Regions from separate parts of the Mus musculus genome. Here region 2 is linked to region 1. Evidence: chromatin contacts called from public promoter capture Hi-C data. All regions are on one chromosome and are shown on one strand. Each heading gives the region's core, a stretch centred on a gene start, on an enhancer-like site or on the middle of the called end of the contact. The rest is flanking DNA. Distances are from core to core; before and after follow the strand shown. Region 1 overlaps Nosip (nitric oxide synthase interacting protein). Region 2 holds the start of Dbp (D site albumin promoter binding protein).

The links. Promoter capture Hi-C pulls out the DNA fragments that hold promoters and counts their contacts.
Region 2: a contact with region 1 is called in a promoter capture Hi-C map of liver. The contact joins the promoter of Dbp here to the enhancer-like site in region 1. A contact is called at or near these places in 7 of 39 promoter capture datasets (cranial neural crest, embryonic stem cells, hippocampal neurons and 3 more), 1 of 484 Hi-C or Micro-C datasets (embryonic stem cells), 6 of 115 datasets of contacts at active chromatin or transcription factors (astrocytes, bone marrow-derived macrophages, double positive thymocytes and 3 more) and 2 of 9 other capture datasets (adipose tissue and liver).

Annotation. Positions count from the first base shown.
Region 1 is chr7:45,070,250-45,073,954 of GRCm38.p6, reverse strand. Nosip (nitric oxide synthase interacting protein) reads right to left here. Exons shown (of 9, transcript NM_025533.3): 2 at 391-465. The coding sequence starts at 460. Among named protein-coding and RNA genes, the nearest start is that of Nosip, 9.7 kb to the right of the region's middle. Within about 2 kb of position 1,309, at least 17 of the 459 cell types and tissues checked have an H3K27ac peak or open chromatin away from gene starts, as enhancers often do. A contact at or near this core is called in embryonic stem cells and liver, where this site is marked.
Region 2 is chr7:45,703,351-45,706,680 of GRCm38.p6, reverse strand. Dbp (D site albumin promoter binding protein) reads right to left here and starts at 1,434. Exons shown (of 4, transcript NM_016974.3): 1 at 919-1,434; 2 at 1-75. The coding sequence starts at 1,057. It overlaps Car11 (carbonic anhydrase 11), which reads right to left. Exons shown (of 9, transcript NM_009800.4): 7 at 3,068-3,222; 8 at 2,803-2,968; 9 at 2,010-2,192. The coding sequence ends at 2,167.

The DNA of each region.
Region 1 (3,705 bases), core at 60-2,559:
GACATGGGTGGGGACATGCCCTCCACCAAATGTCGCAGAGAAGTGTGTAGGTTTGGTGGAGTCTGAGAGAGTCCACAATGGCTAGGTCAGCTTTTTTCCCCAGAAGCGGGGTGAAGAGGCTCAGGGCTCCCTCCCTCTCCCGGGGTGGGGACCACCACTGTGGCTCTCGGCCTTCCTTTCGGCAGAGCTGGCCAGGAATGGTTAAGAGGAAGGGGAGCAGACGTGGGATGGTATGTTGGATGGGCCACACTGTCTATGGCCACCATCATTAGTATAGATGGGAAAGAGACAGGCCACTCAGGGGCAGAACAGGACAACAGGGCAGAATTAGAAAGCCACACCTCACAAAGGGTGAAACTGAAGGTGACAGTGATGTCCCTAGGATGGTACCTGTGTCCTTCTTCTTCTCGTGGTAGGTGTAGACGGCCCCTGCAGTGCAGTTCTTGCCATGCCGCGTCATCCTGTCTAAGGGGGGAAGTGTCAGGGTGACCCCAGGGCACTCACACAGGACATGAACAGCCTCCTGGGCTTGTGGTCAGTAGCCTGCTCCTGAAGCCTGTTCAGGTCGCCGAAAACACAGCCCTAAACCACAGCAGTCCGTGGGTCTCAGCAGGGAGGACAGAACACCAGGCAGTGCCCAGCCACTTCCTTTTGCCTTTGAGACAGAGTCTCACCATGTAGCCCTGGCTGGCCTCAAACTCTACCTCTGCCCCCTAAGAGCTGGTTTAAAGGCCTGAACCACTTTAAAAACAAAAACAAAAAAAAAAAACTCTGTCTTCCTCTATTGCCCAGGCTGATCTTGGATTCCAGGCAAACCTCCTGCCTCAGCCTCTTCAATGCTGGGAAGACAGGCTGTGCCACCACGTCTGTGCTAGGCAAGTGTGTGCATGCGGAACTGCATCCCCAGCCTTCCCTATGTTTCTCATCTCTCCTTTCAGTTACTAAGCCATTGGGGGTCAGGGGAGGCAGGAGAAGAGTTCAAGGGAGGGGGTAGGGAGATGACTCAGGGGTTAAGAGCACCAGCTGTTTTTCCAGAGAACCTGGGTTTAATTCCCAGCACCCACATGGTGGCTCACACCCAGTTCCAGGGCTTCTGGTGCCCTCACCCAGACACACATGCAGGCAAAACACCAGTGCACATAAAATAAACAAATAATTACTTGGGGGGGGGCAGAGGGAGGGAGGGAGGGAGAGAGAGGGAGAGAGGAGAGTTAATTCAAGGTGAATTTGAACTACTTTGAATCTACAAAGTGAGTTGGAGGTCAGCCTGGGCCACATGAGACTTTGCTCAGCAAACAAAAGAAGTTACTGGGGTTGGGGATTTAGCTCAGTGGTAGAGTGCGTGCCTAGCAAGCACAAGGCCCTGGGTTCTGTCCTCAGCTCTGAAAAAAACAAAAAACCCAAGTTACTATGTAAGACACTCTAGAAACAACTAAAACCTTGACTTTTTCAAAACCATTTTATTTGCTATGTGCATGCTTGCTTGTGTGACTGACGTCATGTGCAGCAATGCCTGCCAAGACCAGAAGAGGGTGACAGATCCTCTGAAGCCAGAGTTACAGGTGGCTGTGAGCTCCATGTGGGGACTGGGAAACTAAGCTGGAAGAGCAGCCATCATTACTAATGGATGAGCCATCTCTCCAGCCTGGGTATTTAGAATAACATCATTATTCTCCTTGAAAATGTAGCTGATGTAACCTAATCCTGTGATCTAAACCCATCCTTGATACTTTCCACCATTCACTTGGGTTGTTTTGTTTTTTGTGTTTGTTTGTTTGTTTGTTTGTTTTTGAGACAGCCTTGGCTGTCCTGGAACTCACTCTGTAGACCAGGCTTGGCCTCAAACTCAGAAATCCGCCTGCCTCTGCCTCCCGGGTGCTGGGATTAAAGGCGTCCCCCCCCCCCCACATTCACTTGTATCACAGTCTTTGCTGCTTTGTAGGTTCTTTATCTTCCACCTTTCACCCCTTTCTACCCTTTCAACCCCCAACACTAGAGAGAGGAAAAAGGATGGGAAGAAAAGGGTTGGGAAGGGGGCGGAGTTATCATTAAGTTACCTCCTGCTCATTATGGGCATCAAGCTCCCTGGGCAAGCTTGACAGTCAAAGTCAGGATATCTCATTTTTTTTTTTTCCTTTCCTTCTTTGTGTATGACTACTTAACAAACCCAGACCAAGAGCAACCAAGAACCAATAACCCCACTTCTCAGGGCCCTAGCATTTATAGACCCTCTGAAAACTCCTCAGAATCCAAATGTCACACAATCACAGAAACTATCTGCTGCAGCAAAATTACACCTCTGCTAGGGCACAAGGCAAATCATAGTCAGCTGCTGTGGGCGGTCTGAAGCAGCCCCACATCCCACAGCTGGGATTACAACAATCATATTCTTATAATATTTCTGTGTTCTTCAAAGAAAGCAAAGCTCCAAATTTGTCACTACCCATGTGAAACACATACATACAAACTAAAGAAAAGGTTTCACCAGAAATTAAATTTTACATATCCTTTTCTCCATGAACGTATATTTTCATTGGTTCCTATTTTAACCTGATTTCATGTCTTTGTGTTCAAAACTATTTAGGTAATCACTCATATATCTCAGCAATAGAAAAAAATACAGAGGGCTGGAGATGTTGCAGCTTAAAACTCCTATAGACACAGCCCCAGGGGATGGATCTGTCTGTCTGTCTGTCTGTCTGTCTGTCTGTCTCTCTCTCTCACACACACACACACACAAATGTAATAAACTGCTTATTTAAAAAGAAACAGGGGGTTGGAGAGATGGCTCAGCAATTAAGAGCACTGACTGCTCTTCCAGCAGTCACTGCTCTTCCAGCTACAGTGTACTTACGTATAATAAATAAATAAATCTTAATAAATAAATAAAACCTAGTATCATGTTCTTATTAAAAAAAAAAAAAGAAAAAAAGAAAAAGAAAAGAAAAGAAACAAAGGCAGGCCTGGTACTTAGTGTCCTGGCCTAAGTAACTTAGTGAGACATCACAAACTCGAGCCGAGAGCTGAGGCAGAGCTCTTGCACTAACAGAGCACTTGCCTAGCACACAAGGCCTGGTCAACCACGACACTGCAAGGAAACCAAGCACACAGAAACCAAACCCATAAGGTCTGAGAATGAGGCTTTCTGCAGTGCGCAAGCGGTAGGCAGGGCCCAAAGGGGTGGAATCCTCTCTCCCTCCCTCTATCTGAGTGTGCTGACAGATGAAAAGTTGGAAGCCCTGGGCCAGTTACACTCTGTTGCTCCCTGTGTGTGCGCCAGGAAGAGATGAACTAGGGACCCTAGATGTGGTGGCCCACACCTGCAATCCCAGGACACAGAAGCCTGAGGCAGGAGGTTCTATATTGGGTTCTAGATCAGTAAGAACTGAGAAAGACCCTGTCTCAGAAAACCCAAAGGTGGGCCCGTGAGATGGCTCAGGGTGAAGATGCTTGCTTGCCTTACAAACCCTATAACCTGAGTTCAATCTCCTGTGCCATGGAAGAATTGTCCGCTCTCTACATGTATGCTGCAGGGGTCTGACTGCAAGGACCAATCAGTCAATAGTGCTACACCCAATGGTTTCCGCAACAGGTCTCAAAAAGGCTAGGCTGGCCTCTTAAGCTTATCCTCTCAAGGAGGATAGCCTTGAACGTCTTATCCTCCTGCATCCACCTCTGGAGTCCTAGACAAGACAGGTGGGTAGC
Region 2 (3,330 bases), core at 185-2,684, 630 kb before region 1:
CCGCCGTTTCCAGGCCGGGTCCCGGGACGGGGGCTGAGGGCAGAGTTGCCTTGCGCTCCTTTTCCTTCAGGAGACCTGTAGGCCAGGGAGAGACCGGATGGGGTGGAGGGACACAGGAGGGACCCCAAGTTAGAGATATGGCGGAGATACAGAGAAGTGAGGAGACGGGAGCCGTAGGGCAAAGACCCAGGGAGGTGGGTACAGGCAGGGAGAGAACCCAGAAAAAGAAGAGAGGGATAAAGACGGGGCTTGGGGAGACCCAGAGAGAAAAGAGAACAAGGCCCCAGCAATAGAGGGTCAGGGAGACGGGGACCCGGAGAGGGGGAAAAGGCAAAAGTATACAGAAGGATAGGGTTAGGGGCCCGGGAGGGGATTAAGAAACACAAGCACAAGCGACCCAGAGAACGAGGATGGAAGTTTAGAAAGAAGGGTTTAGTGACAGGGTGGGTGAAAGGTTGGGCAGGTGAGAAAGAAAAAGTGACAGCTCAGTAATTCTCCCACCCCCAGCACCCTCATCCCCTCCCCCACAGTCTGTTGGGGCTGGAAGGGGCTCCACTGCTCAGGCACATTCCTCATCCCTAGTTTCCATGTGACCCTGCGAGGCCCCGCCCAAGCCCGTGTCTGCACCGTGTGAGCATCCGACACACCCCCTCCCTTCCCCTAGGACTCCAGGGGTCCAGACTCTGAGGCCAAAGGAAAGAAAGAGGGGTCTGGCACCTAAACTCTGTCCTCAAGTAGGAACACTCCAGGGACTTGACCCTTAGGCCCTCCAGGCGTCAGATTTGGTCCTGGAGGCTGATGGACTGGAAGACCTAAGTGACCTAATGAAGACTAGCAAAGATGGGACACCTAGCTGATAGGTGCCGTGGACCACCACCCCAACAGTTGAGTCCCTAACACAGTGGGACTAGAACTCACAGCTGGCCGGTTCTTTGGGCTTGCTGTTTCCCTGCAGAAGGCTCCTCAGCCCAAGCAGCGCTCCCCCGCCAGGGGGGGCCCCAGCCGGGCCACCCAGCAGCAGGGGGCCCGGGGTCCTGTCGCTCAGAGGCCGCGCCATTGCCGTGGACCTGCTCCCAGGTTCATGAGCTCATGGAGAGTCGAAGAGATGAGATGATATGTCAGTCACCCGCACACTCCAGTGGTTCGGGCGAATGTGTCCCAGAGTCGGGAGAGCGCGGCGTGCAAGCCTCCAGGATCAGGACGCTTCAAATCCTAAGAGCGCTGCGGGGGTTCAACCAGTCAGTTCTGCAGAAAGGTGCAACTCAAAGACTGTCCCGGGAGGCTCCTATAGTCTGGGCGAGTGGGTGACCAAATCAAGCAGCTGTCTCTTTGCAACTGTGGGTCCCCAAGGGACACAGGCGCGCGCTCCTTCTGTACCAAGTGGGCGAGTCTCTGGCTCTAGCCAATTTTGCACTTCTCGCAAAGAAAGGAGCTTTGCAATCTGCACCCAGAGGTGTGCACCCAGGGGCGGAGGAGGGGGCAGGAGGAGGTGGCAGCCTTGAGGCGTGGCCAAAGCAAACTTCTTTCGCGGAAAAAAAAAAATCTAAACCAAAACACCGGACGCCAGAGCGCGCGCCCCTCCTCCGGGCCCCCTCCCTCCACTTGGGCCATGCACCCCAGCCGCGTGCCTTCCTCCGGCTTCTGGCAAGAACCAATCACGTCTCGAGCCCTTGAGACGCTCAGCCAATGAGATGAAGGGATATGCCAAGACCCTGGAGGCGCGTGAGGGGCTGAACTTGTGTAGTTGCCTCGCCTTTTGGAAGAAGGCGGGACACTGACCTATATTTGGCCAATGGGAGGAGGCGCTGGAGGCGGGACCGTGACCCACTTCGGGCCAATGAGGCAGGAAGAAGGGGGAAGCACATGGCTTTGCGCGTGCTATCGGATGCGGGTGTGGGGCAAGAGGGGTACCTCTTAAAGGAGCCGAGTGTTCACAGACTCATTGAGGAAAAAAAGCAGAACATCAATTAGAGCAGATTAAGGCAGAAAGAAGTGGGCTTCGGGAAGGATTTTTTTTTTTTAATATCTAGATGTTCCTCAATCGCGACTGATAAACCACCGAGAAACCGGAAACATTCAGTCCTTTTAATAGCTTTGTTTTGGGGTGAATCCCCTCCCCTGGTGAGGAAACTCAGAACAGGCGGGCGTAATCCTCGTTGGGGAGTCTCAGCGACCGTGAGGACCACCGTCCACTGCAAAGGGAAGCACCGGCTTGAGGGGTGTGGGAGCTGAGCACATAGGACTCTACTAGTCAGGCTGCTAAGGGGGAATGGAATATACCAAGTTGGGGGAATGATCAGCTCCTGGACCAGACCATGTAGGGAGGGAAGAAGGCCACATGGGACGTGCAGAATAGGCTGGTTTGCATAAAGGTACATGGAGAGGATATGGTCTTCTGGGCTGTACCATGTTGAGAAACCAGACAAGAAACTAACCGATTTCCCGGGGCCGAGCCACAGTGGCAGTAAGAAAGACAGAGGGATTGTACCACGCTGATTCTCAGAAAGGGAATAGCAGAAAGACTACAGCTCTAAGTAGGGTCATACCATTTGTAAACAGGTGACCTGGACCGTACCATCTTGGCAAGTAACAGTAGGCAGAGGGCATGGACCAGTATGTAATTGTACCACAAGGAAAACAGGGTGTCAGGCCTTAGACTAAGCTGCAAAGAGGGGTGGGCTGCAGCAGGCTGTTCCATATGGAGAGGTGAGAAAGGACAAGGGATGTATCACACTGAGACAACCACTGGGAATAAGTGCAGACTATCAGGACGTGGAGAAGGAGGGGACACACTAAGCATACCATGCAGGCGGTAGTTGGGGCCTCGGCAGCGCCTCTCGGGATGCCGGGGGTCCCTGTTGCCCCTCAAGGCTCTGTGGGCCAGGGGCTGCAAGGGCCGGCCATTACCACTGAGGCTCTGGAAGATCTGGGAGGGGGGATTCTGGCTCAGGAGTCTCAGGGAGTGCATCTGCCTCAAGAGAAACCACGGGTGAGTGGACCGGGGTGGTGCTCAGGACAGGAGTAGCATGCACACACGGGGGTGGGGGGGGGTGGGGGTGTCAGTCACCTGGAGGGAGGTAATATTGAGAGCCCTGTCGATGAGGATCCAGGTGACAGTCTCAGAGCACGGAGGAGTGCTGAGAGATCCCTGATAGGTGATGAAGCCGAAGGATTCTGGGAACAGGAGCTCCAGGCTCAGGTCTTGAAGAAAGTAGGCATCATCTGCGCAGACATCAAGTCAGCGTAAAAGGGGGTCCCAGATAATGCACAGGGACTTAGTTATGTCTGTTGTCGTATGGAGACTGAATGTAAGGCTTCGGACATGCTAGG